2 separate regions of the Nomascus leucogenys genome follow, and region 2 is linked to region 1. The links are chromatin contacts, called in public Hi-C maps. All regions are on one chromosome and are shown on one strand. The core of a region is the stretch at or near the end of the contact, and the rest is flanking DNA. Distances in the headings are between cores, read along the strand shown. Region 1 overlaps LOC115835401 (a long non-coding RNA gene). Region 2 holds the start of SEMA7A (semaphorin-7A).

Evidence for each region. Hi-C and Micro-C count contacts between places; a contact is called where the count stands out from the background.
Region 2: a Hi-C map of a lymphoblastoid cell line shows a contact between it and region 1, with 6 times the contacts expected there. The contact joins the promoter of SEMA7A here to the enhancer-like site in region 1. A contact is called at or near these places in 4 of 4 Hi-C or Micro-C datasets (a lymphoblastoid cell line and an unstated tissue).

Annotation. Positions count from the first base shown.
Region 1 is chr6:93,775,332-93,781,363 of Asia_NLE_v1, reverse strand. LOC115835401 (a long non-coding RNA gene) reads right to left here. Exons shown (of 4, transcript XR_004030365.1): 2 at 5,447-5,529. Among named protein-coding and RNA genes, the nearest start is that of SEMA7A, 53 kb to the left of the region's middle. Within about 2 kb of position 2,888, the one cell type or tissue checked has an H3K27ac peak away from gene starts, as active enhancers do. A contact at or near this core is called in a lymphoblastoid cell line, where this site is marked.
Region 2 is chr6:93,828,216-93,834,247 of Asia_NLE_v1, reverse strand. SEMA7A (semaphorin-7A) reads left to right here and starts at 2,459. Exons shown (of 14, transcript XM_030814750.1): 1 at 2,459-2,478.

The sequences.
Region 1 (6,032 bases), core at 1,639-4,138:
CATGGGTCCTTCTGGGCTCCCCTGTTCCTGTCCAGTCTCCCCTCCCACTCTGAGGGGGATGGTGGCAAAAAAAGTGGGGGCGACGAGCGGACCCTGCTGTCAGGGTTGAGAGGTGATTCAGAGGCCTTTTCTGTCACGAGAGAAGGGGGTTGGGCCCTGGGGAGAGGTGATGGGGATTTTTGGACTGAGCTGTGCCCCAAGGTCCTTGATCAGCTTTGCCCCCCGAGTATCTGATCAGAAACATGCTGGCTGGAACACCCAGGGAGAGGCCGTCCTGTGCCTCCTCAGCCTACAGTCCACGGTGCTGGCCGCCACCTCAGGAACGACTCCTGCAGACGCGGCCCCTTCCCATGTTTCTTTGTTCACGGCTGGCCTGATTGTTGCTGTGTCAGCATCGGCACCGTCCCCTGCCAGGCATGGTCGCAGTCCCACAACCAGCATGGCTCCCTAGGGAGGACACTGCCGGGTGGGAGGCTCCCGGCTGTGGGGACCAGGTCTGGGCCTGGGCAAGGAGAGTGCCCATCTCATCCTGCCAGATAATGGATAGAGGGAGAGGCACCCACTGCCCCCTTTGCAGCTGTGGGTTTCCCTGGACAGGCTTGTGCCTGCCACCCTGGGGAGGCCCCTCCTTCTCTCTCCTCATCCGGATGGCCTGGCCTGTCTCCCTCCTGCTATGACACCCCTCCCTGCTGGCCCACCAGGGTCCAGGAGCCTGAGCTATTGGGACATACCCAGCTTACAATGGACAATGAGCCCAGATGTTCCTCTGCAAGCCAGCCAGCGCTGGGAGGGGAGACAGGCCAGGGCGGTCACCTGAGGGGGATCCCTGAGTGCCTCCTCTGCTCCGCCCTTTGCACCTGCTGAGCCCATCTCAATGCCTTCCTCCCTCCTTGTTGCCCTTGAGCCCCCCACAGCACCCCTCTCTGAGAAGCCTTCCTGACTGCAGAATTCCCCAGCGTGAGTCTGAGTGAAGGACCCATCACTACAGGTCCCTGTCCTGGGAGCCAGCCCAGATATCCTTTTAGCCTTAGCCCAACCCCCTGCTTGGCTCATGCTAGGCCCTTGGGCTCAGTAGAGACTTTCACAAGAGGTGGGGGCTCATGGTGGCCACAGCATGCTGGCCTATGGCTTGTGGCTCAGTTGCCCATCTGAGAAATAGGGGCGCTGTCACTTCCTCTGCCAGCAATGGCCTCCATCCCTCCCCGCCGCTTGGGTTTCCTTTATGGAGCAGCTCAGCTGCTTCCCAGTTGGGAAGCACCCTGCTCCTCTGGGAGGGGCTCAGGAAGCAACTGAGGATCTGACCTCATGTTTGCGTCCGTCCAGCCCTGTCTGGTGCTGCCAGATGTCTGAGGAGCTTCTGTGGGGGAGGGGGAAGGGGTAGGAGATGGGGCTGCAAGACTAGGGGCTGGATCTAACCCCAGCCCCTCTTGGGATGAGGCTGTTGTCCCTTTTGATGGGGAACTGAGGTCCCAAGTTGAGGGGAGCTCAGGCTGCAAAGCTGGCCGCCCGTGCCTTCCTGCTCAGAGCTACCCCTGGCATGTGCTAAGGAATTTGCAGGGGAAAAAATACAACTGGATGTCAGGCCTTGAGGCCACCTGAAGCCCACAGGCTATGAGAATGCAGGTTTGGGCTGGAGCTAGCACAGAAGCAAGTCTGCCAGGGGCTAGGAAAGGCAGGAGGCTGACCTCAGCTTGGGGGATGGGGTGGGAGGGCCAAGAGGACAACAGGCGAGGGAGGCAGCAGTTGGTCTGAGTGCCCTGAGGAGCCTGCCCAGGTGGGAGGCTGCCAGCCAGGCCCTGGGAAGGGGACCTCTGGGGTACTGCACCCTCTCTGGGAGTACCACTGAGCAGGGGGGGCAGGAAGGCTGGGCTTATTGCGTTTCAGGACCAGTCACTTCCTCTCTCTGGACCACACCTTTCAGATGAGCTCACCACCTACTTCAGTGCCCAGCCCACCCTGATGCTGCAGGAGCAAATAAGGTGATGAAGACTCTGAAAAGCAGAAATGTGGTATTATTAGCAGAAGTCATATTTGACTTGCTAATTCACTTCCTAAAAATAGCTACATTTATTATAGCATGGGGAGAACCCCATGCTAGAGTTGGCGCCCTGGATTCTTGGTGTGGCTCTGTGACAGCTGTGCTGTGTGACCTTGGGCTGGGTCCTAACCATCTCTGGGCATCTGATTTCTAGGTGGAGGCTGGATAGTCCCTGAGGGCCATAGGCCCTGAGATTGGAACAGCAGCTGGATGCAAAATCATCAAGGAGGATGTGGACTGGATGTGGGCTCTGGAGGACTGGCTTCCTCTGAGTCATAGGTCAAAGCAATTGGTGTCACTGAGGCTACCCCTGTAACCTGTTGGAGGGGTATTGAGTCTTGTGTCTTGCCTTGATCTTGAAGCCCCAGGGGGAGGTTGCCTGGTCCCCACCACAGAGCCCAACCATTAGGAGGCTCCAAGGACTGCAGATGAAAAGGGTCACAGAGAGGAGCTAGAGCCAGATGGGGTGGGGTGGGGTGGGGGAAACCGTGGGACATCCAGCTGGCTGGGGAACCCACTCATTCACAGCACGTTTAATGAGGGCCTACTATGTGCCTAGCACTGACTCTGCCACATGCTGCAGAGACAATGGAGGGTGAACTAGACCAGGCCCCGGTCCCTGCCCTCCTGGAGCTTCAGCTCTAGTACAGGAGGCAGGCACTCATCACTAGCCACACAACTAAACTCTACAAAGGGCTCAGAGATGGGTGCATGGTGCCAGGAGCACATGTAATGGGGGATTTGACTTAGCTGAGAGGTCAGAGAAAGCTCACTGGAGGAGGTGACATGGGTTGAAACCTGAAGGATGAGTAGGTACCTGCTAGGCAAAGCAGAGGTGGTAGAGGAATTCTAGGCAGAAGGAAGAGCAGAAGCACTGGCCAGGTGGTGAGCAGGGGGTGCAGAGGGGCCAAGGGGAAGCCAGAGTGGCTGCAGCCGACACCAGGACCCAGGAGTCCTGCCTTTACCATCAGCTTGGTGAAAAGCCCCTGAAGAGGAGATTTTTGATCTGAAGCAGCTGCTATGTGGGCCTGATGGTGGTTGAACCAGAGTGCGGGGGTTTAGATGGCCATGGGCCAGACTCAGACGTCAGCATGAGGCAGCGGAAGGGATCAAGGTGGTTGTGTCTAGAGACGCTGATTCATAGAAACTCTGGCCTGGAAGTGCACATGTCTGAGGACACAGGTTACCTGATGGGTGTTCCTTCCTCCTTCCTGCACTCTCCTGTCTGGTTTCAGCTCTTCTCTCAGCCCCATGAGTCACCGGCTCCTCTAGGCGGTGCAGGCCTGGGACCTGCCAGGATGCTGCCCCCACCCCCTGAATGTGCCCCCATCCCCTGAATGTGCCCCCATCTCCATTTTCCTTGCCCCTCTGTCCCTGGGTGCCTGCTGTGACTCCCCAAACCCCTGCCCCCCCTGTCTGCTCTCTGTGTGGTGGAACCATCAGCTTGGGAGAACTGAAGAGTTAATTGTAGGACAACTGGCCCTGACAGGGGCTTTCCAGTAGACAGTGCATGAACTTTGGTGCATGGTGGCATTGATGGGAAACCAAGGGGAGTGGTGCTGAAAGGGGCCCCTTGGAGACCATCTGTCCATGCTGCACAGGGCACGGTGGGCTTGGGGCCGAGGACTACCACGAAGTCTAGTAGCACGGGATGGGAAGCCCTAGCCCCCTGGCATTTTAAATCTTGGGAGAGGCAGGTGTGTGGGGCCTTTCTGACCGGGGGCCTCAAGATCCCCTGCCTCTTAGATCTTGTATTGCCAGCTACTGTGGGACTTTTGCCCCAAGAAGCTGGACTTCTGGGATTTTGAAGGGAGGCCTTGGGGGCACTCATTATAGCAGGGGTTCCCGCTGGGACCACATCCAGAAGTTTGGTTAGGAATACAAGCCCTCGCCATTGGGAAGGGTCCCAGGGCTGATGGGGGTGACACGGAGCCCCCTGCACCCTGGCCATCTCTCCTGGGGGCCAGAGTGGCTCATCTTCTTGACCCCTGCGGCCCTGCTCACTCTCCCATGCCCCTGCTCTTCTTTAGCCGTCCTGGGGAAAATTCTCTCTTGTCCCACCTAAGAGGGGCCTGAAACAGCAATAAGGACATCTAGCCCCTGTCTCCACACAGCACTGCAGTTGGCTACTCTTTCCCCACTTTCTCCTAGAGCATTATTTTGGGAAAGGGACACTCCCGGAATTGAGGGTGGATACTCAGTGTAGAGGCCTTTAGAAGTTGCTCCTTAGGTCTAGCCTCCTTTGCAGGACAACTTTCTGTGGAAGCCTGTGGCCTGGGAGACAGTCTCTTCTCCAGCCCCTTCCCTTCGCGAGAGAGCAGACTTTGGATGGAGCTGGGTGCATTTCTAGAATGTTCTCTCAACTGGTGGAGGTGCAAGGAAAAAGGAAGGGCTTATTTCCTCCCTCGCTCAGGTTAGAAGGACCTGAGCATCAGAATGGGCCCGGGAGTCCCATGCTCAGTTCTGTGTGCTGCTCTTCCCACCCTAGAAACCCTGCCTCCCACCTATGCCTTCTGTGTCCCCAGCCCTGATTCTGCCCTGGGACCTTGGGATGGGCCTGAGGGCGGTGGCTGGGAGCCTGGGAGCCATCACTCCTGGGGCAGTACTGCCCCCTGCTGGCCACCCAGAAAGGCCCGGAGGCTAGAAGTTTCATTCAGTGCCTGCTGGTCAGCCCAGTGCCAGCTGATTGGCCCCGTGGGGCTGGTTCTCTTCCTGACTGGGTGGGCCTCAATTTCCTGATCTGTACAAAGAGTAGGGTGACTCAAGGAGGTTCCTCCCAGGTCGCAGATTCGGAGCCTGCTCCTAGCCTGCCTCTTCATTCCCGTTCCTGCTCTCCCTGCCCTCAAGGCCTCCCAGCCCCTCCTGGCCTCTCTCTGTACTTGGCAGGTCCCAGTGCCGGCAGCCCCCACCTGCCCTCCACTTCCCTGGGCCCCCCTCCTGCCGCCACAGGCCGCCTCCCCTCCTACTTGGCCCCTCACTCAGTGCTGGGCCTGGCTGGCTGAGGTGGGCGGAGGAGCACCCCCAATCCTCCTCCCACTCTCCTGGCAACTGGTAAGAGATCATACATTATCCAGTTTGCCAACTGTAAAATGGGATAATAACACCCAACTCCCAGAGTTGTTATGAGGATTAAACAAAATAATGACACTTTTGCGAAAGAGCTTTGTAGGTAGGTGGAGAGTCTGTGTCAGAGGAGGGGCCAAGAGTAACTTGGGCAGGCTGCCTGGATGGTCCCTGAGGCCAACAGCGGAAGGCTGGACGACTTAGACAAGCCCTGGCTAGACACCACCCACCCTCCTGGGGTTGGAAGTCAGGTCAGACTCCTGGGAGTCCAGTCCTGATCTCCTGTGGTGAGAGAGGCCTGGAGTCTGGCAAAAGAACTCTGCCAGGCATAGCTCCATGACTTACCAGTCCCAACAGAGACATGAGGGCGGTTGGGGAGACAGAGACAGACCTCTCAGCACCCCTGGGACAGGAGGGGCTCTCAGTCTCTGCAGAAAAGAAAGCAAGACATTCCATAGGCACCATAGGCACCAAGACATTCCAAAGGCACAACGTTGATCAGAGACTTAAGACTATCCTGAAGGCTCTCCACTCATCTCAGGAGAAAGTTCCCAGGCCTTAGTTGAGCATTGAAGGTCTTAAGGACTTAAGGACCTGGCTCCTGTGTGCCCTTTTCTGCTTTGTTTTATCCCCTCCCTTCTGTCCCCTATCGGCCACTCTGAATTCCTTGTCAACCAGACTATTCACAGGCAACTCTAGGACGGAGGTACTATTAAGACAATGATGCACAGAGAGGTTGAGCAGCTTGCTTAAGGCCACACAGTGAGTGAGTGGAGGAGCAGGGGATGGAATGCACTGGAGCCCTGCCCCTAACCTCCATGCTATGCTGCTCTCAGGACACATGGGAGGGGGCAGGTTTAGGTGGGGAGAGCAGGGAGGGGCCTTTTCAGAATTTAGGGGACAGAGGATGGTGGCCTGATGGGGAGGGCTC
Region 2 (6,032 bases), core at 1,210-3,709, 53 kb before region 1:
TAGGCGTGAGCCACCACACCTGGTCGACATCATTTAAAAGCATATTTAATTCATCCTACAGAAGGAAATGCAGATGGAATGAGAAAGCTTTGTCTCTCTCTGATATAGAGAGAAGATAGACCAGGAGAAGAGATGGAGTTTTAGCTCCTCTTTCTCATTTTGTACACAAAGAAACAGAGGCCTGGACTGGGTTAGGGCCTTGCTGGAGTCAGTATCCAGGCTGAGACTTCTTCATCTTTGGCCTCCCAGCCATGTCTAGTCAGGAGATTTTGTTAGTCTAGATGGATTCTATGTGACATCCATGAGATTCTGCCCTGTGTCAGGCCTTGGACAGTGAGAATAGAGGCTCAGAGATGGATTAGGGACATAGGAATGGGAGGGAGAAGTTTGTCTCCAGAAAGTCTGGGGAGTGTCTATCACATAAAAGTGCACGTAGAATGTATGACTAGGACAGAGAGCAGAGATGCACTTGGTCTTTGCTAAGACTCGGCTCTGTTCCAGAGTGGCCACCAGGTGGCACTCCCACCACAAGCCCAGTGCCAACGTTGGCCAAGTTTGGGGCTTGGGGCTTAGGATGTTGCTGATTTGTCTGTGGAAGGCACAGGACCTGTAGTGTTTTCAGGTGAGCTGAGTGCCCTGCTAGAAGGAAAAAAAATCTGTCTCTTCTCTGCTGACTGAATATTCCTCTTTGGATTTTTCCTTTTTTTGTCTTACTTAACTTGGCTGGCCCTACTTAGATCTTAGCAATTTAGGTAGGGTTGATCAGATAAAATTGCACGTAGAATGATTAGGACAGAAAGCAGAGATGTAGGCATGGGATGCTGCTGGCAGCACGACCCTCAGGGCTAAGAAGGTGGTGGCAGTTCTGAGAAGTTCTCCATTCACAGTGGGCTGAACAGATGTGTGGAAGGTGGTGATCTCTGAACTGGTCTAGGAGGAAGAGGCAGGCACTTGAAGGGAATGTCCTGGCTGAGGTTTGGAGGCAGGCAGAGCACTGAGGAGAGGGTGAGGCATGGCCTGGGCAGCCTGAGAAGTGTCTTTTCAGCACTCCTTGCCTGACATGGTCTGCCAAGAGTTGGGCCAGGTACAGTGACTGTTGTGCCTGTGCCTGTGAGATAGTCACAGTGGGCACATGGTATGTTGGGGGTCCCAGATATGGGCCCCAGACCGTTTTTATTTGCCCGTATCCATCCTCCTTAACTTTTGAATTATTTGCCGATATTTTAAAAGAGAGTTTCAACAAAGAATTTCAATTTTTTTTCTTTTCTTGTTTTGGATGGAGTCTCGCCCTGTCACCCAGGCTGGAGTGCAATGGCACCATTCAGCTCACTGCAACCTCCACCTCCCAGGTTCAAGCGATTCTCCTGCCTCAGCCTCCCAAGTAGCTGGGATTACAGGTGTGTGCCACCAGGCCCGGCTATTTTTTTTATTTTTAGTAGAGATGGGGTTTCACCATCTTGACCAGGCTGGTCTCGAACTCCTGACCTTGTCAGATAAAAATGCACGTAGAATGATTAGGACAGAAATCATTGACCTTGTGATCCACCCACCTCGTTCTCCCAAAGTTCTGGGATTATAGGTGTGAGCCAACACGCCTGGCCTCTTTTTTCTTTCTTTTCCTTTTTTTTTTTTTGAGACAAGAGTTTCGCTCTTGTGGCCCATGCTGGAGTGCAGTGGTCCGATCTTGGCTCACTGCAACCTCCGCCTCCTGGATTCAAGTGATTTTCCTGCCTTAGCCTCCCAAGTAGCTGGAATTACAGGCGCTCGCTACCATGCCCAGCTAATTTTTGTATTTTTTAGTAGAGACGGGGTTTCACCATATTGTGCAGGCTGGTCTTGAACTCCTGACCTCAGATGATCCACCTGCCTTGGCCTCCCAAAGTGCTGGGATTACAGGCATGAGCCACCGCACCCAGCCCTCAATTTTCAGCTTCTCTTGAAAATCATACTACCTTTCACTACTGGGTTTGCTTCTTCATGGTTCCATGGGCTGGAGCTGAGTTGAAATTGCCTTATAGACAGGACAGGGTTCTGCAGACCCCAGCCCACCCACTCCCCTCGTTCTCATCAGTGCCTAGTCTCTGCCCCCTGCAATAGGTAGTAATGGTGGTAGGCAGTAGGAATTGTTGCTGCTGTTAGTAACCAGGTCTGAGCGGCCACCAAGCTCTGAGGCCTCAAAGCAGGGGTGGGATCTAGCATGGAGAGGGCTGTTGGGGATTGAATGCCCTCTGAGAGCTACTTCTAATCCTAAGAATTGGGATTCTTGGATCATTGTATCTATGAAAGGAAGTGAACTGTGTGTGGGTGACCTCACGTCTGCATATGTTATCTCCTCACGGAATCCTTCTACCTCCCACAGGCCTCTTGTCTGGAGTGGGTCACTCCTGTGAAGGCCATGTGTAGCCATGGAATCAGGGCTGAGGAGGAGGTCAGATAACCCTGGAGAATGGAAAGATGAGTTAAGTTGGACTCTGAAAGGTGAGAGGCTTTAGTTGGAATGTTGGGGGGATTGCCCGGGGCTTCTGCTACTGCTTCAGGACCATGAATCTCAGGTCTGTGTGTATCCATTTCTTTCATTCCAAAAGGAGCCTTCTTGGATTGGGCTGTGCCTCAGCTGTCCATGAGGCTCAGGAAGTGGTCTTCTCAAGGTATTTTTCTTATAGATAGAAGCCCTGCATCATTTCTTCCTCCCTCCCCTGAATGTGGAATCATGGAGAAGGGAGGGACAAGAATGTGCTTCCCCATCAGACATGTCAGCATCCACATGTGTTGCTTCCTCTGCTGGTCCACTTCCCATCACTGGCTGTGAGTGGGAATTGTGCCCCTGTTCTTGGTCCAGGCTCAAGAGCCAGCCTTGGCCTCCAATGAGGCAGGCAGGCCCCTGACACCACCTATACCATTCTGACTTGATTTTCCTATGCTACCTGAGGCAGGAAAGTCCATGCCTAAACTCTGGTCATAGTGCCTGCCCCACAGTCTAGCTGCCTTTCCCTTTATAAAGTTATTGCCTCAAGTCATGGGCTTAGTTCTCTCCTCCCCTGGCTGCCTGCAGCCAACTGAGAGAGTGGGCTGCCATCTTGCCTGGCCCTTTGTCCCCAGGTTGGCTGGCTTGTGGGGAGGATGGTCTTAAGTACTACTTCCTTCCCCCCTACCCCCCAGTCTGGAAAAAAAATTATCTGGCATCTACCCCAGTTTCCATCTGCTACTCTGTTGATTGGGAGATTGAGCCCATTCCCTAGTCTGCCCTCCTGGTCTGCCCTCCTGCCCAGCACCTGGTGACCTGGGCCCTGTCTAGGTCCTTCTGGGGATGGTTTGGACCCAGACATCAGCCACAGACAGGAGGCAGCAGTGCCAGGGTACATCACACAGAGAGAAGTCAAGGGTGTGGGTCCTTGAGAAACCACTTGAGTTTCAATCCATCCTGCCTCTAGTTGTGCGATCCTGGCACTTCACATCCCTTGTCTGTGCCTTGATTTCTTCATTTGTAAAGAGAGGTGACTAATAGCTCCTATCTCATAGGAGTGTGAAGATTGAATGAGTTCAGATGAGGCTATGAGATGGCACAGCACATAGGAACCACAGTGTTAGCAATTGTTATTGCAGTCAGAAAACCCATCTTCGTTCTACCATTTACCGGTTGACCTTGGGCAGGTCCATCCTTGTCCCTCCCTGTACCTCAGTTTTCTTCTCTGCAGTGGAGTTATGCTCCCTCCCTCAGTGAGAGGAAGAGAGTGGAGGACTGGCAGAGATGATGTAGGTGAATGTGGGTTATGTGTTTTGAGTTCCCATGCACATGGGCAATGTTATCATTGATTTTGAATCCATTTGAATTCTTAGTTCCAAAAGGCAGAGACAGGTGATTTCTTAGTTTGCCTTAGCTTTGCATAGAGAGGACAGACACTGAGGGCAAAACCTGTCTAGCAGATGAAACCGAATGTCCATCTTAGAGGCTGGCCTGGGCCAGGCTCCACTGCTGGCTTCAGGGCCACAGGCTTAGGTGCCGGCCTGGGGAGGAGCTCTTACACTGTCCACAGCCTCCCTCTCTGGGGCAGTGTGCCCCTGGCTATCATGAGGCTGTTGGCTCCACCCCGTGGGCGAGGAACCTCACTCTGCACTGTCTCTGGAGGTACCTTGAGTTTACCTTCCTGGCCTGCTGGGGTGCCTCAGGACTCTCAGGGAAGAAGGAGGGGACAACTGGAAGCAAAATGTAGAATGGTAAAGCCAAACTTCTTGGTAGCAAAACTTTCCTGGTTCCAGGAGGTAAAAACAATAACCAAATGGTCCTGGCCCCATGGAGCAGGGCAGAGGGCAGAGGGCAGCCAGCCCACCGCCTTTGCTGGTGTCTGCAGTGCATGAATCATATCTAGATCTGTGAGTTCTGAAGGTTGGATATTCACCTCTACTCCTTCCTCAGCCTGTCTCCTCTCAGTGCAGCCCTCCTTGGGCTAGACATCCAGTAAACACTGGATAAGTACTTACGGAGCTGGGTGGATTTTCCATTCATGGTTCCCTGGGGCACAAATGGAGGTGGTAGGTCTGGGCCCTGTCTGGTCTAGAGAGAGGAGACCCTTTTACAAAGGGCAGGCACGTAGTTCTGAGAGGAGGAGCTGATGGCAGAGCTGGCTGGGCTGCTCAGGTAACTGCAGAGGGTCTGGGCCTGGACCCCCCAAGGGAGTCCCCACTGAATGGTCAGGTTGCCTGAGATAGCTGAACCCTAGGCACTTTGTGGGCAGAGATCCCCTTAAGCTGCTCTGACCCTCCCTCCCCCACAGTGAGTCTTGGGCATGGGGGATGCTCCCCTCTCTACTTGGGGAAGGGGCCTTCCTAATTATATCCCCCTCCACTCACATGGAAATGAGTTTGGATTTTCTGAGCGTACACCAGCTGGCTTGGGGGGAGGCAGCCCAGAAGGCTGCTGGCTGGGGAAGGGAGGAAAAAGGAGAGGGAGGGGAAGGAGCCAGGCCAAGATGAAAAATTTCCAGTGTTCTCCCAGGCAGAGCAACAGCGGGTCCCTGAGTGCTCCCCACATATCATCGTTGTGCCTGCTGATAGGCTCAACAGGGAGCCGTGTCCACTTAGGCGAACCCATCCTCCGAGGACCATAGTCCTCAGGGTGCGAACCACTTAGCTGGCCATAGCAAGGTTGTTGGGTGTTGGACTCCTCTGCGCCCTTGGAGAGAAGTCCTCCACGACTTCTACGCCAATCTTTTTACGGGGTGCGGGGAGTGGAACTGAGGCCCAGAGAGGGGATAGGGCCTGCCGCTCCTGGCAGAAGACCACAAGTCTGGCTTGTCCGCAGCTAGGCTTTCCCCCTAGAGTTGCCCGGGAGAGGGTGGCGAAGGTTCCCCCAGCAGTTCCGCTCTCGCTCAGGAAAGCCAGTGAGGCGAGAAAAGGCTGCGAGGGGCGGGGGGAGGGGCGGGGTGGGGTCAGCGCTGGCTCCGCCTCCTGGCGGTTGGGTCTGCCTGCGGCCGGGCGCTGGCTCAGTCTCGGCTGATTGCCGCTGTCGCTCCCGGGGCCACGGGATGACGCCTCCTCCGCCCGGACGTGCCGCCCCCAGCGCACCGCGCGCCCGCGTCCCTGGCCCGCCGGCTTGGTCGGGGCTCCCGCTGCGGCTGCTGCTGCTGCTCTGGGCGGCCGCCGCCTCCGCCCAAGGCCACCTAAGGAGCGGACCCCGCATCTTCGCCGTCTGGAAAGGTAGGCGGCGCCGCGCGGCCGGTCGGGCGCGGGATCAGACGCTGCGCGGGGCGGGTGCGGAGTGTGCTGCACCCGGAGGGAGTGCGTGCGCGCGGCTCTGCGGGTCCCGGGCTGTCCCCGCGCTGTCCCCGCGTGGAGCGTGTGGGTTTGGGTGAGTGTGTGTGAGTGTGCGCGCTGGCACACCAGAGCCGGCTGTAACGCTGCGGCGAGCGAGCGGCGGGGGCTGGAGCCCCGGCTAAGTCGCACCAAGTCGCTGGCAGCCGGGAGCCGCAACGCCCGGGCGCCGGGGGAGGGGGCGGGCCCCTCTCTCGGCCCCGAGCCACTCTGGGTCCTCTGGC